Regions from separate parts of the Mus musculus genome. Here region 2 is linked to region 1. A link is a contact called in public HiChIP or PLAC-seq data. All regions are on one chromosome and are shown on one strand. Each heading gives the region's core, a stretch centred on a gene start, on an enhancer-like site or on the middle of the called end of the contact. The rest is flanking DNA. Distances are from core to core; before and after follow the strand shown.

The links. HiChIP or PLAC-seq counts read pairs in DNA pulled down with a chosen protein or histone mark.
Region 2: a FOXA1 HiChIP or PLAC-seq map of pancreatic cancer cells shows a contact between it and region 1. The contact joins two enhancer-like sites. A contact is called at or near these places in 1 of 484 Hi-C or Micro-C datasets (embryonic stem cells) and 1 of 115 datasets of contacts at active chromatin or transcription factors (pancreatic cancer cells).

The regions. Positions count from the first base shown.
Region 1 is chr15:53,613,520-53,620,027 of GRCm38.p6, reverse strand. The region is part of intron 4 of Samd12 (sterile alpha motif domain containing 12); the gene reads left to right. Mir28c (microRNA 28c) reads left to right here and starts at 5,749; the gene lies at 5,749-5,823. Within about 2 kb of position 1,782, at least 37 of the 459 cell types and tissues checked have an H3K27ac peak or open chromatin away from gene starts, as enhancers often do. A contact at or near this core is called in pancreatic cancer cells, where this site is marked.
Region 2 is chr15:54,359,719-54,366,298 of GRCm38.p6, reverse strand. No RefSeq gene overlaps it. Among named protein-coding and RNA genes, the nearest start is that of Colec10, 48 kb to the left of the region's middle. Within about 2 kb of position 3,203, at least 16 of the 459 cell types and tissues checked have an H3K27ac peak or open chromatin away from gene starts, as enhancers often do. A contact at or near this core is called in pancreatic cancer cells, where this site is marked.

The DNA of each region.
Region 1 (6,508 bases), core at 533-3,032:
TGAGTTTAAAACTTTGCAGAAACCTGTGAGTCAACCTGGGAAATTATCAAGTCTTTGGGTGTTCCTCAGGGGCTTGTCACATCCAAGAAGTCCTCCTCACAGTGCCTTTGAGAATCTCGTACAACTTTGAGATTTTATACTATTCTACTGTGTGAAACAATGTTTACCTCTGTTCGGTCCTTTGGGTGGAATCAGATGCCACTGTACACCGCTGTTCTGATCATTTTGTCAAAGATGTTAGTTCATTTACTAGCAACCAAAACCAACTGTAGTAACTTTATTGTCCTGTAGGAACAGTGGGATGGAAAAGAGAAAGACAGAACTAACATCCTTAAAATATAAGAATCTTTACATCCTTCCATCCTTAGACTTAACTCTTTATTCCAAATTGAAAGCACCTAATTTTATATATACATTATTAATTGTATAAAATGTATTAAAATAATATATTTGTAACCCATTGGTATATATAATCAGAAAATTTCACTGAAGAGACTACATGCCTCTTTGAGTCTCATATCTGCCTCAGTAAGTAGGATTTCCTTGAGTTCATTTGATAGCATATACAGCTGTATCAGGGCCTCCTGAGAGTAAAGAGACTGCTGTGGTGCATGAAAAAAACAAGCAGAGATGGTAATTAGTCCCAGCATGTGCTGCTCCAAGCACCTTTCTTGGTACTTCCCATCCACATTTTTCTTGGTGGAGTTGCCTTCCTTTTTTGTGGTTCTCTAATGCCAAAAGTTTTACTTGCATATCCTCTACGCTTGCTGAAATGTTGTGCCTCCTGTGAGCTAGGTTTCTTTTTTTGACTCCTTTTTGAATGTCTAGACCAGCCAACTCTGTTTTCCATTTACCTAGTTTTTAGGGCCCCTGTTTACCAATTTCCTGATAATGGGTCTTGAACCGCATGCTTTGACACCTTGCCTAGCTAACTGGTTGGGCAGATAATCCTCGGTGTCTCATTACTGATGCACAGGCCGCCTCTTGCCTCCTATGTTTGTTTGGTCTTCTTCTTCTTCTTCTTCTTCTTCTTCTTCTTCTTCTTCTTCTTCTTCTTCTTCTTCTTCTTCTTCTTCTTCTTCTTCTTAACTTTGTTTTCTTTGACCTTTCCATTTAAACCCAGGTTTTGTTCTAGGTTCTGCTCCATCATATCCTTGACATGTTTCTGATCTTTGGATTTTCACCAAATATCTCTGTGGATATGCCTGGAAACTTAACACTTGATTTAATTATACACCTAATACATAATGAATGAAATACTAAAGCTCAGTCGTTGTACTTAACAACAGTGATACAAGAAAGAACAAAACAAAGCTGGTAGTCCCAAAGAGTTTACTGTCATATTTGGCTGTGAAACATGATGTTATGTTATGTTATTTTGGGTCTCATATTAGTAAACTGATTATTCATTTGTTCTTGTGAAATTCCCTGAGGAGAGGAAAAGTGCTGAATGACCAGCAGTAAATAAAGATGAACAAGTCACATAAAAGTCCAAAATGTTTTCCCTTTCTACAATCTAGTAACCTTGGCCTCACCTATAAGGTGAGACTAGTAACAACTAACTCTCTTGGGGTTAAGACTGCCTCCGACAGTGCTAATAAAATACCCAACACTAGGCCATGCATAGCCTAGTCACGCCAGTAAATAGTAGCCATAGTTCTCACCTAAGTCATCCAGTGTTTATTATTCCATTTTCCAGGAACTTTGGCAACACTGGGAGATCCCAGTATTGTACTTTCAGCCTTCTCCCATAATGTCCAACCTGAGCAGGATGGGATGAGATGGAATAATGGAGCTGTGAGTCACAAAGTCAACAATGCAGTAAAGACTCGCCAGGCTTCCTCTGCACAGGGACATGGATTTCCACACCCATTTGGGGCTTTAATGTTTGTGTTCAATGTTTCCTTCATTTCCTAGCAGTCATAAGATAGAGAATAGTGTTCAAAAAGAAGGAATTTCCTTGTAATGGCCACTTACTGTCCTGTGTGTCAGGTGGCAGATGCATGTACGTTCCCAACTTTACAACATCCCTCCAAAGAGTTTCTTATTCCTGCTTACAGATTAAAAAGCCGAGACCTCGAGTTGACCAAAGTTGCATAACTAATCAAAGAAGATCTAGAGCTGTTGTCCTTTATAGCAAATGCTCCTTAGTAAGTCAAAGACTAGCTTATTCTGTCCACATTTCCCCTCCTACACAAACCACTCTTAGACAGCCAAGGAGTCTCCAGTGAAGAAATAAATTCACAGCAGTGTTGCTGTTCCATTGTTCTAATACTTTTTAAGGCTGGGTCTTAGATGAATCAGTAGAAGTGCTTGTCATAAAATTTAAAGAGGCCTTCCAGAGTTCATGCAGGTGTACACCCACAATATTGCTTATTCTAATCCCAGTCCTGTCCCTCCTGCCAAACCCCCTAGAGGCAATTACACATGGTGTCTATCACCATGGTAACCAGGACAGGCCTGAGACTGGCTAGAGACAGTTTGACATTCTTACCCTTTTGAGTCCATGCTGCTATTTCTGGACACCTCCTGCCCTGAAACTCTTTCCCCTTCTCCAGAAGTACATTTTATAACCATTTTCATAATACAGCTGCATAGGCAGCGAGAAAAGTGGCCAGGAAGTGGTCCATTTGCTGACTACCTTCTTTTGTAAGTAGCTAAGTTGCTGAAGATTGTGAGACCAGAATTTAGTGGGAAAATTTGTGCTCTGAGTAATGAGTGGGTCTGACTCTGACACAAGATGCAAGGAATTTCTCTATCCATTGTTGAGTCTCAAGTCAACCCTCCTTATCATACAGAAGAGTAAACAGATTTTAACAGAGAAAAATGAGTGAGTGTATAACCTCACTTAGCTACTTCATGCAACATTGGGAGTAGAAAGTTCATTTCTGCACTTAGCACTTTTCCATGCTAAGTCAGGGAAATGGAGTCTACCATACACAGACTTCTCTTGATTCTATTATAACCCTAATCAATACTTGTTTAGAAAGGCAGGCAGCATACTTACTGTCTGTGCTCAATTTGGCTCTCTTTCTGAAAAGCATGTTTTTATTGGCCTGCTTTGGGCTAATCATGATAGAACACCTGAAGTAGCTAACCTTTAAAAAGAAATGGGCTATTAAGCTTACATGGGAGGTTCAAATGAAAGATCAGATGACCCAATGGCTACGTTGTAATGATGGCAGCAGCATCAGATCAGTGCATCAAAACAACTGGTCACATCACAAGCTAAATATCATAGAAAGAGAATTGAGCCAGGATCCCCTCTGGGTGCATACTGCCAGTGACCATGGGCCCAACCCATTATATATCTACCTATTCCCTACCTCCCAAACGGTCAACCACATACTAAGAGAACAAGCCTGTAACATCTATAGAATGTTGACCCAAACCAAATACTTCCCATGTAGTAGAGTATGAACACTATTTCATGGACCACCTACTTTAAACTTATCTATCATAGCAACCCAAATTATAGAGTTTTAAACTATTTTTTAGTTCTCCTGAGTTGGGAAGTGGTTCTGTCTCTTGAGTTTGAGAACAACTACTACTATAGATTTGAGGCTTTTCATATCCATGATTTCTTATTTAGTTTATGGCCTGGGCTTTTCTTTCCACTGAGGTGTTAAGTCTATGCATCCATCATCATCTTATATTCCTAGGTCTCTGTCAAATTCAACAGGAAATGAAAACCACTACATTTCTCATCTAGCTGTGATTTGACCAGAATATGTATGGGAGAAAGAAATTTTTAAAATAAGAGACATTCTGTTTCCCCTTGTCGGTCATGATAGTGTTAAAGAAGAAGCCGCCTCATGTACTGTTGGTATATTTTCAATAAAAGTTTCTTGTCAAACATGATGAAACACTCTTTAGATTTTCATTTTCAGTGGAGGACAAAATATTCTCAAATATACATATGTATTTTCTTCCAACACCTTTGTAGGAGTTTGGGTTTGTGCTTCCAGGATAAATTAGATACCAGCACACAATTGACCTGTATTAGTTGCCAAGGTATAAAGTTTAGAAGATTTTAACTTTTGTAATTATGAATTTCTACTCTTTGTCTTAAAGTTTAAATATTTTCAGAGTTGCACTATTTATATGCTGCATGTCAGAATCTTCACTAATTGATATCATTAATAACACCCTGAGACTGGCCCTAATTCTCAGGATAAATAAGATTAATACCATGTAGCAGGGACCCAAAGAGGTTCTTTGTACTCTTTCTACTGTGTTCTACTGACTGTAGTTCCAAAGAGAGTCCTAACCAGAACCCAGATGGAAACCCCAATCGTGGACTTTGAACTTCTAAAATAAAAGAAAATTATGTTTACTGCATAAGCCACCCAGTTTATGGCACATTATGATAACACAACTGTTATCACATGAATCATAGTGCAGAAGTTGGTATATGGAAGCTGCTTGGCTTAATTGACTACAGCACATCATAGTTGAATGCCAATTTTCTAATATTCCTCCCATTGAGAGGTAGGGTCTGAAAACCTAGCATCTGGGAATGCTTACTGACTGATATAATTTGTAATATATGATGGGTGTGATAAATGGCCCAATGTCTGGGACTAAGCCCAGAAATAACACAAATGCTAAGTTTCTAAGTCATTGGAAAATTTGCAGTGAGTTTGAGTTTCTATATTGCTATAAGGCCCCAGAGAGAGGCACCATGTGAGAAAAGACAGAAAAGTCAAGGAGCACTAACCTCCAGACACATAAATGAAGTAGATCTTCAGATGAACCATCCAACCTAGCCCTTCACCAAATACCTAACCCATAAGTGCATAAGCTAAATAAATGCTTTGAGCTATGAATATAGACTCAAGAACTGCAACAAGAGGCTGTTTCTAGATTCCTCTCTTCTGAAACTTATTTTAGGCCCAGTTTTGTTTACTCCTAATGAAGTTTGTTTCCATGGTTCTATAAAAGCAGTTATATAGAGACCATTGAATTATATAATTCTTTGGTAATTAAATATTAAATATGTAAATAACTAGCTAAAGTCACATAGCTACCACTTCACAGCATCTATAAATTTAACTAACTGCCAATTGAAAGTGTTCAGAAAAACCACTGTACATTTGCTAAACATGTACAGACTTTTTTTTTGTATTCCTAAACAGAACCGAATAACCTCTATTTGCATAATATTTACATACATTGGGTATTATAAGAAATCGAAAGATAGTTTTAAATACATGGACAGATGTATGCAGCTTATATGCAAATAGTATACCAATTTTTAATGAGATACTTTGACATCTGTGGATTTTGGTATCCATGAGGAGTCCTGAAAACCAATCCCCTGTGATGGTTGAGAGATACCTGCATGTGATTAAAAATAAGTAATGAGGGCCAGAGACATGAGTGAAAGCAAGGGCAGCTCCTCCATCGAGTGCATTATCTTCAATAGGCCACCTTGCTTAGGATCAAGAGAGCGCCAGGCCCGGGACTGCTCAGCTGTGAGAACTGGTTTCCTTATCTATAGAAGCAGGTCCTATTCACCTTTGCCACTGATGGCTTTATGAGTATGCGAACTCAGCTTTTGTACTATGTATTTATGAGTGTGTATTCGTGTTTCTTCCAATGTATTAGAAAACTATTCCATGGTGCTCCAGCCCGTGGGACAAATGAAATATCTAAGTCTTTGCTGCACCCTGTACTTTTCTTGTCTCCTCCAGCCCTCAGTAAATATTTGTTGAATTAATGAATGAACAAATGAGTATGTGTTAGTCACTGCAGTTACAAAGACAAATGAGATATGATCCCTACCCTTGAGGAGCTCACAGTCTATTGAACACAAGCAGCAAATTAAATACCGGTCATGCCTCCTGGCTAGTTCATTCTTTTATTGGGAAACACCATTTCATCTATGTCTAGCTGCTATTCATACCAACACCCAAATGAAATAAGATACGTGAAAATGTACCTTGGAGGAGCCTAGAAAGGGAGCGGGGGCTTTCCACTTATCCTGCAGAGATGGCCTCTCTATGGGGACGATCTGGGAAGGAAATAGGGAGAAATCTCCCCCACCAGGGCTGCAAGGACCCGAGTCCAATGACTCAGAATCACCCTCAGGGACCTATCAGAAAAAGCAAGAGCAGAACCAGTGACATGCCAGTCCATCAAACTGTGCCTGCCCTGGCTACTGAAACAGCAGAGTGGGGCCACTGTGTGAGCACAGCTCCCCAAGCTGCGGAAAGGGTTTGAGATAGACACTGGGCCATTGCTTAGGTTTGTAAAAAGAGAGGTGAGATAATTTAAATCAACCTGAATGTATAATTGTGACCCCTGAGAGCTAGGAATGAAGAAAGAGATACTTGATAAAGAAATGCTTGATAATGGACAGCCAAGCCGACTTAGGAGCAAGAGCAGATTACTCTGGTAATCTGGTATTCTACAGCTCAATGCAGTGACTATAATTCGGAGAAACCCACTATATCGTGTACAGAGAACCATAAGAAAGGAGCTCAGATATACCATGATTAGGAAA
Region 2 (6,580 bases), core at 1,954-4,453, 740 kb before region 1:
ACATAATTGCTGTTGTAGTTCATCTTCAAGGAAGAAGTTCAATGATGAATACGAAGACCTGTTTATGAAGCCTGCAGTGCTTCATAGCCCTTTAAGGAGTGTTAAGTCCTATCAGTATAAATCTGAAAATAATTTGATACATGTCCTCTTCATGGGCTGGAAGAATAAAATGTTGCCTCCTGCCATTTTACAAAATAATACAAATGGGCTGAGCACTGTGGATTTAAACAGAGGCTGCTTCCAAAATTGGGTTAGCATAAGGCATAAAATTCCATCCCTCGGAAGTTTATAAGTTTTCCAACTAACTTTGAAGGTTTATTCCTTTAAAGTTTGCTTCCTGGATCCCAACTGAAGTTTTCCTGTGAATAGTAATCGGCCCCTATTGCTTATGCCAAGTACCATCCTCAAAGGCAAAGTGACTAGCAATGAGCAAGTCCTTGCTGTTTAATCACTCATCAACTAAAGTTGCATCGTTAAAAAGACAGATATGGCACAGCACGGGATTCATAGGATTTTAATGATTTTAGCTTAAAAACAAACATGCATAAAACCCATTTTACAAGAATTTAAATGTAATAAGATGAGAGTTATTTTCCTAAAAAAAAAACGGAGTGGGAACTTTTTAGAAGATGAAGTTTAATTTAATACAATCTAAAGAATTGGTTCCATATTGTCCAGGACATTAGCCTTCGGGGCATTCAGAAATGTGCAGATTGAGGAAGCTCAGGAACCAGGGCCTTCATATAGATATAGTTGCCTATGGCAACCCTAGGCAAAAAAGAAATCAGTGGCTCACTTAGCTACTACCTGTGTTTTCTTTACTGAACATACTTTTTCAGGGCATGAAGTCATCCAACTCATAAAAAGAAGAGCGACACTCTAAATCACAACCTTAGAATTCAACTCTTCAAGTTCATGAGCATGTTCTACCATCTCTGCTCACTTCTTAGGTAGCCACAGTAACCAAACAAACCTGGAAGGCATTTATGTAGTTCTTGGGAAAGTTAAAACTTCTAAAATGTTTGTTTGATGGAGAAATATTTTATTGGTGAACACTAAGCACCAAAACAGTACCTGGCAAACAGTGGGGATTTCAATAAATATATGTTAGGTGTTACTTAAATGGAGTCATTCTATTTTTTCACCACCATTCCAATTTTTTTAGAATGTATCAGTGTTTCTCCTATGCTAAGCCTCGTGCCAACTTCGTAAGAAAAGCAGATGATGAGCTCTGGTTTATGACCTTCAGTAGCTAGCAACCTAGAAAGGCAGGATCGAAGGAGGGAATAGTGTGAACAATGCTACAGCTGAGCTCTCACAATCCGAGTCAAGAAAGTCACTGCTTGCCTGAAGAAATCTCACAGGACCCCAAAGAGGAGAGGAGGCATGGCTTAAATCTTATGAGAGATACCCTCGGAAATGAATGAAGCCCACTAAATCAAATGAGCTGCCTTCTCTGGCATCAATAGAAGAAAATGTGTCTAGTCTTTCTGGAATATGATATTCCGAGGCTGGTTGATATCCATGGGAGGCATTTCCTTTTCTTAGGAAAATGAGAGGATAGGTAGGTAGAGGGGGTAGGGGTGGGTCAGAGGGAGGGACTAGGAGAAGAGAAAGGAGTGGAAGCTATAATCTGGATGTAAAGTCAATAAATCACTTAATCAAGAAAAATAATTCTATGTACAGTTTTTTCTCTCAAAAGTCAGTTTTTATCTGAAAGTTGTTGCATATTAATTAAATAAGATGGACTTCATTATGCCATTTTTATACAAACAAACATACATACATACATACATACATACATACATACAGTGGCATTTCATCATACCCACCACAATACCCTGCTTTATTTCCCTCTCCACCCTCTGCCGGTATCCTTACTTTTGAGATTCCTCATGTGCATAAAGACACATGCTACTTCTTTATGAGTTGAGCATATTTTGTTTAACGTCATGTGCTCTTTTGTCTCATGGTTCTGTTCCTTATTGCTGTATTCAGCAATAATAACTCTCCTATGTATAGACCATATTTCTCTTCATTGATGGGTACCTCTGCTGATTCTACTACTTGGCTACTGTTACTAGGGCTAAAATAATTCTCTCTTGTATGCTTTGATTCCTTTGGGTACAGAGACACTCATGGTAGAGATGGACGATGCGGTACTTTGATTTTAGTTTGTTGTATAACCTCCATGCTGACTTTCATAGGTTTACACTCATTTATGTTCCTCTCAACAATGTCATAACCAAGCCGTCAACGTATGTGCTTGTTGTCTTCTGTTTTCCTTATAGCTACTGGGACTGAAATGAGATAGATTTTTCAATATACCTTGATTTACATTTCCCTTATCGCTAAAGATGTTCAACATTTTTCATGTATTAATGGGTTCTTTGTATTTCTTTCTTTTGAAAAGTGTCTATTCAATTTATTTGTTGATGTGTCAATCTTCATACCTCTGCAAGAAGCCAGATAAATTAGTCATGACATTGCAAACTCAGCAAGCAGAAAGTAGAGGCAGGAGGATGCACATGCAAAGCCAGACTAGGCTACATAGAAAGACTCTGACTCAGCAGTGGGAGGGAAACCAGACATCTTCACCTTAAAATTCTAGCAGGGCTGTTTAGCTTTATTTATTGTCTGTTCAAATATTCAAATGAACAGTGCTCATTAGATACCAAATGTTATGTTCAATGAGATTACTGCTTTAGAGATTCATACTTTAGGATGGGAAGGGGACACAGAGTACATAAAAAACAAAAAACAACCCTAGGTTAGTGGGATAGTATGAATTAGAAACGTAAAGTACAATATTGTGTCAGAGCTACACAAAAAACAGCTCTCATCTGGGCTGAGATCTGGAGGATTTTTTTTCAGACAGGACTCTTAGGCTCATACCTGGTGGATGAGAATAGACAGTCAGAAAAGTACAGTGGCGTGGAAAGGAGAGACAGACATTCCAGGAAGAGAGGAGGGCTTGAATGGAACCACCCACTCCCATAGCATCCAAACACAAATTTGAGGGAGCATATTTAAAATGATCAGCTTCAAGAGTACATGGAAAACAGGTTTTCCTGTCATCCCTCCTCCACTTCAACTTCTCACAGGCTCCTTCACTACAGCTGGACTGACAGAAGGGGTACACTGGCTTTAGGTTTTCCGGTATTCTCTTCCCACTCACCCTGAAGTTGCAAGCCACAGGTTTCTTGGAACCATGAACATTGTTTGAACTAAAGCTAAAACAGGCGATGTGCTCTGAGTCACACTATGCAGGCATATTTATATCATCTGTTTATGACACTCACAGGTGGACACAATGACTCATTACACAACATTCTAAACATAGAAGCCTGGAAAACCCTGAGCTCTGGGAACTTGTTGGGTAGGAATACCAATACAGTTGAGGAAGACGACAGAGGCCTTCCCTTAAAGTATGCATTTACACATGAAGTCTTTATACATCAAACTGGTTTTTAAGAATGTGCTGCCAAACACATTTGCACTGGTGAGTGTGGGATGGAAGAAGATGAGGAAAAATCATTGATGCTGAAGCTGGTGATGAAAGGCCTCCATCAGCTATGGACTATGCAACTGCTCATGTACACACAGGGGCACACTTGGGAAAGAACCAGAATGCATGTCCTTACCATGGGACCAGAAACAAATCACTCCAATGTCCGAAGAAATGGTTTGAAGTCAATGACTTTGGTTTGGATTCAATGATTTCTTTCTCCACAGTACTGTTTGTGTCTGATTTGAATTTTTCAATTTTTACTTAACCACATATACAGGTATTTTCCTTAGATTAAAAAAAAAAGACTCTTACTTGTACATCACCCTACACTCAGATGTATAACTCAAGCCTCAAGATAGATCCATTATTTTGCTATTGGGAGTTATTCTCCTATCAAAAAATAAAAAATAACATTCCTACAAGCCAAAGCTGCTATCACCCTATTCTGTGCATTTTAGCCCAATGTGCAAACTTTTAACAGCCCTATAGAAAGTAGTAACTTTTAAAGAAGTTTCTCTAAGTGAATATTTCAAAGCTGTGCTGTCTGATGGGGACCCTTCCCACTGGGGTAGTGGAAACATCCAAAACAGTCAAGGAAGAGAGAACTCACTGTTGTACTCAATTAGTTAAGAAACCATCAAAGTAAATAAAGCAATAGCTTCAAGAACACACACAAAAGGAGTCACTGAAGTAGAACAGATTAAACGAAAAAGAAGAAGTCTGTTTTAGCTACCAAGTGACCCCTGGGTAAAGAATAATTTCTTCTTCAGGACACTCTTCGTCAAGGTCTTCCAGCAAGATGGCTATGTGGAAGCAATTTCTTTCTGTGTCTATAGGGAATTGAGAAAGTGTGCAGGAAATATAGGCTGAGTTTAATTCCAAGTAAAGTACAAGAGGTCAGTGATCAGGAACAACTTTTGAAATGTTTGTCACCTCCCGGAATACTAATGGTTTTGAAACATCACAATGGTCATGAAGTAAACTCTTTGCACTTTAGGAACAAGAAACAACTCAGAGAGAACCTCACCACCTCCATGACTTTGCTCTTCACTGGGATGGTTATCACATAATTAGCCTTCTTAGGAAGCCGTCCACAGTCATCTCATGAAGTTACTTTGAGCATACATTTAGTACCTAGCCCACCTCTGGACCAGAACTTGTGCTATTCTTCAGAGATACTCAAATTTACGATATCTATGTGTTCAAGAACCAGAATGTTAGGCATGGTAGCACACACTTTCAGTGCCAACCCTTGGGAGGCAGAAGCAGACAGATCTCTTCGGTATGCAAGGCATTGCCTGCTGACTGGCAGAGGCTCAGAATGTGTGTGGGTTTGAGTTCAAGAATTGCAAGTAAATACATAATAAAGTCTGTATATTGATTGGCTAATTGGTGAAAGAAAAGAAGGATAAAATGGGGAGGGGGGTAATACATATTACATGCCAGCAACTGTGGTAAGTTACATGCATGATCATATATTCTCAATCATTGTAATAATTCAGTGTCCATAGGAGATTCATCGCCCTTTGTTTACATGAGAACAAATTGAGGCTCAGAAGTTTTATCTAACTGCATCTGCAGCACATTCATATTAAAGAGCATAATCAGGACTTTATATCCAAGTGTGTCAGGTGATACTGGTTAACATCCAGTCTTGTCTTAATGCACCCTTGAGCTGCTCACCATGGTCCTGAGTAGCTTGGGGTTGCCAGGGTCTCAGAATGTTTCTCCCAGTGCCTAGGTTCCAGAAGTGTGACTCCCTGAGTACAGGCAAATCTCTGATCCACCATGGAGCCAAAATTAGACTCAATTTGAATACAAGAGGTAAAACAAAATTCTCTACTCTGCTAATGATTGTGTCAAGTAGGACTTCCTTTTCCATATAGCATTGTAATTACCTAATTACTCATTTTCATGGGAATCGTGAATGAAAAACACTGCTCCGGGCATCTGTGGGAGTTGGAACCTAAGGAGGGGAATTGTGTCCTGGGACTTTCCACCCTTACAAGCTGTCTCTGCTCAGACATTAGTTCCTCCTACCCCATTCCTCTCTACCTACTGCTTACAGCTAGTTGGATTTACCCACACAAAAATGCCTTTAACAGAAGGTCCTTGATTTGAAAGCACAGTGATGTGTTACATACATACATATCTACTTTAAAATTTAGCTGTGTCTTCCAGCTGCATTTTCCCATAGAATTTATAGTCCCATTTTACCTTGTAAAGATTACTAAATGGAACATATAAGTAATAAGATTGGAGAAGAAATACTACTTTTGATTTAACTGAAATTGTAATAGTTATAATAACAATGCAAGGCATGGGGGTGATATACACCATTTCATGCTAGCTCATGAAAATATTGCACCCTGTTTCTATAAAACCAGAAAACCTCACTAATTTCTTGAACTCAATTATGGAGTCAATGTAAAAGCTTATAACTTGTACGCTGCCAGGATTTGAATTGAGATCCAGTTCCCATTTGCTGTGCTGGCTGCCCAGCCTCTTTTAACATTTTGATGTAATAAAATTTTGGTGTCGGAGACAGGAGATTTGATTTCGATTGGAGTCCTGTTGTTAATATGCTTTGGGCAAGTCCTTTAACTCCCTTGAACTTGATTACTTAATTAAACGGTTTGGACAAATGGTCTTTAAATTGGAGACCAACTCAGATCTGTAATGATAAACCATTTATCAGCTCCCAAAGTGGTCCTGACATTGCTCCATGGTTAAACATTTTAGAGACATCCTTTTCTCTAGGCAATCAAAATACCAATAATTTTCAAGCATTATTGTCCTATAACCCTACACCATAAGCACAATACTTTTCCTCTTTTATTTTCTAGTGCCAATCATTTCCACTCTCCCTTTAAAATACACTACTAGTTTCAGAAAGTCATCTGCTATTTATGACTCCAACTTTACTACAAAGATTATGTTCTATGTGTTTAAGGCAGTACTATCACTTTGGTTATAGTAAAGAAGGCAAAAATGAAATTAAGTCATTGGGACTAAATATTTATTGATTTAACAGGTTATGTCCAGAGCCCCATAGAACATATAGAAATC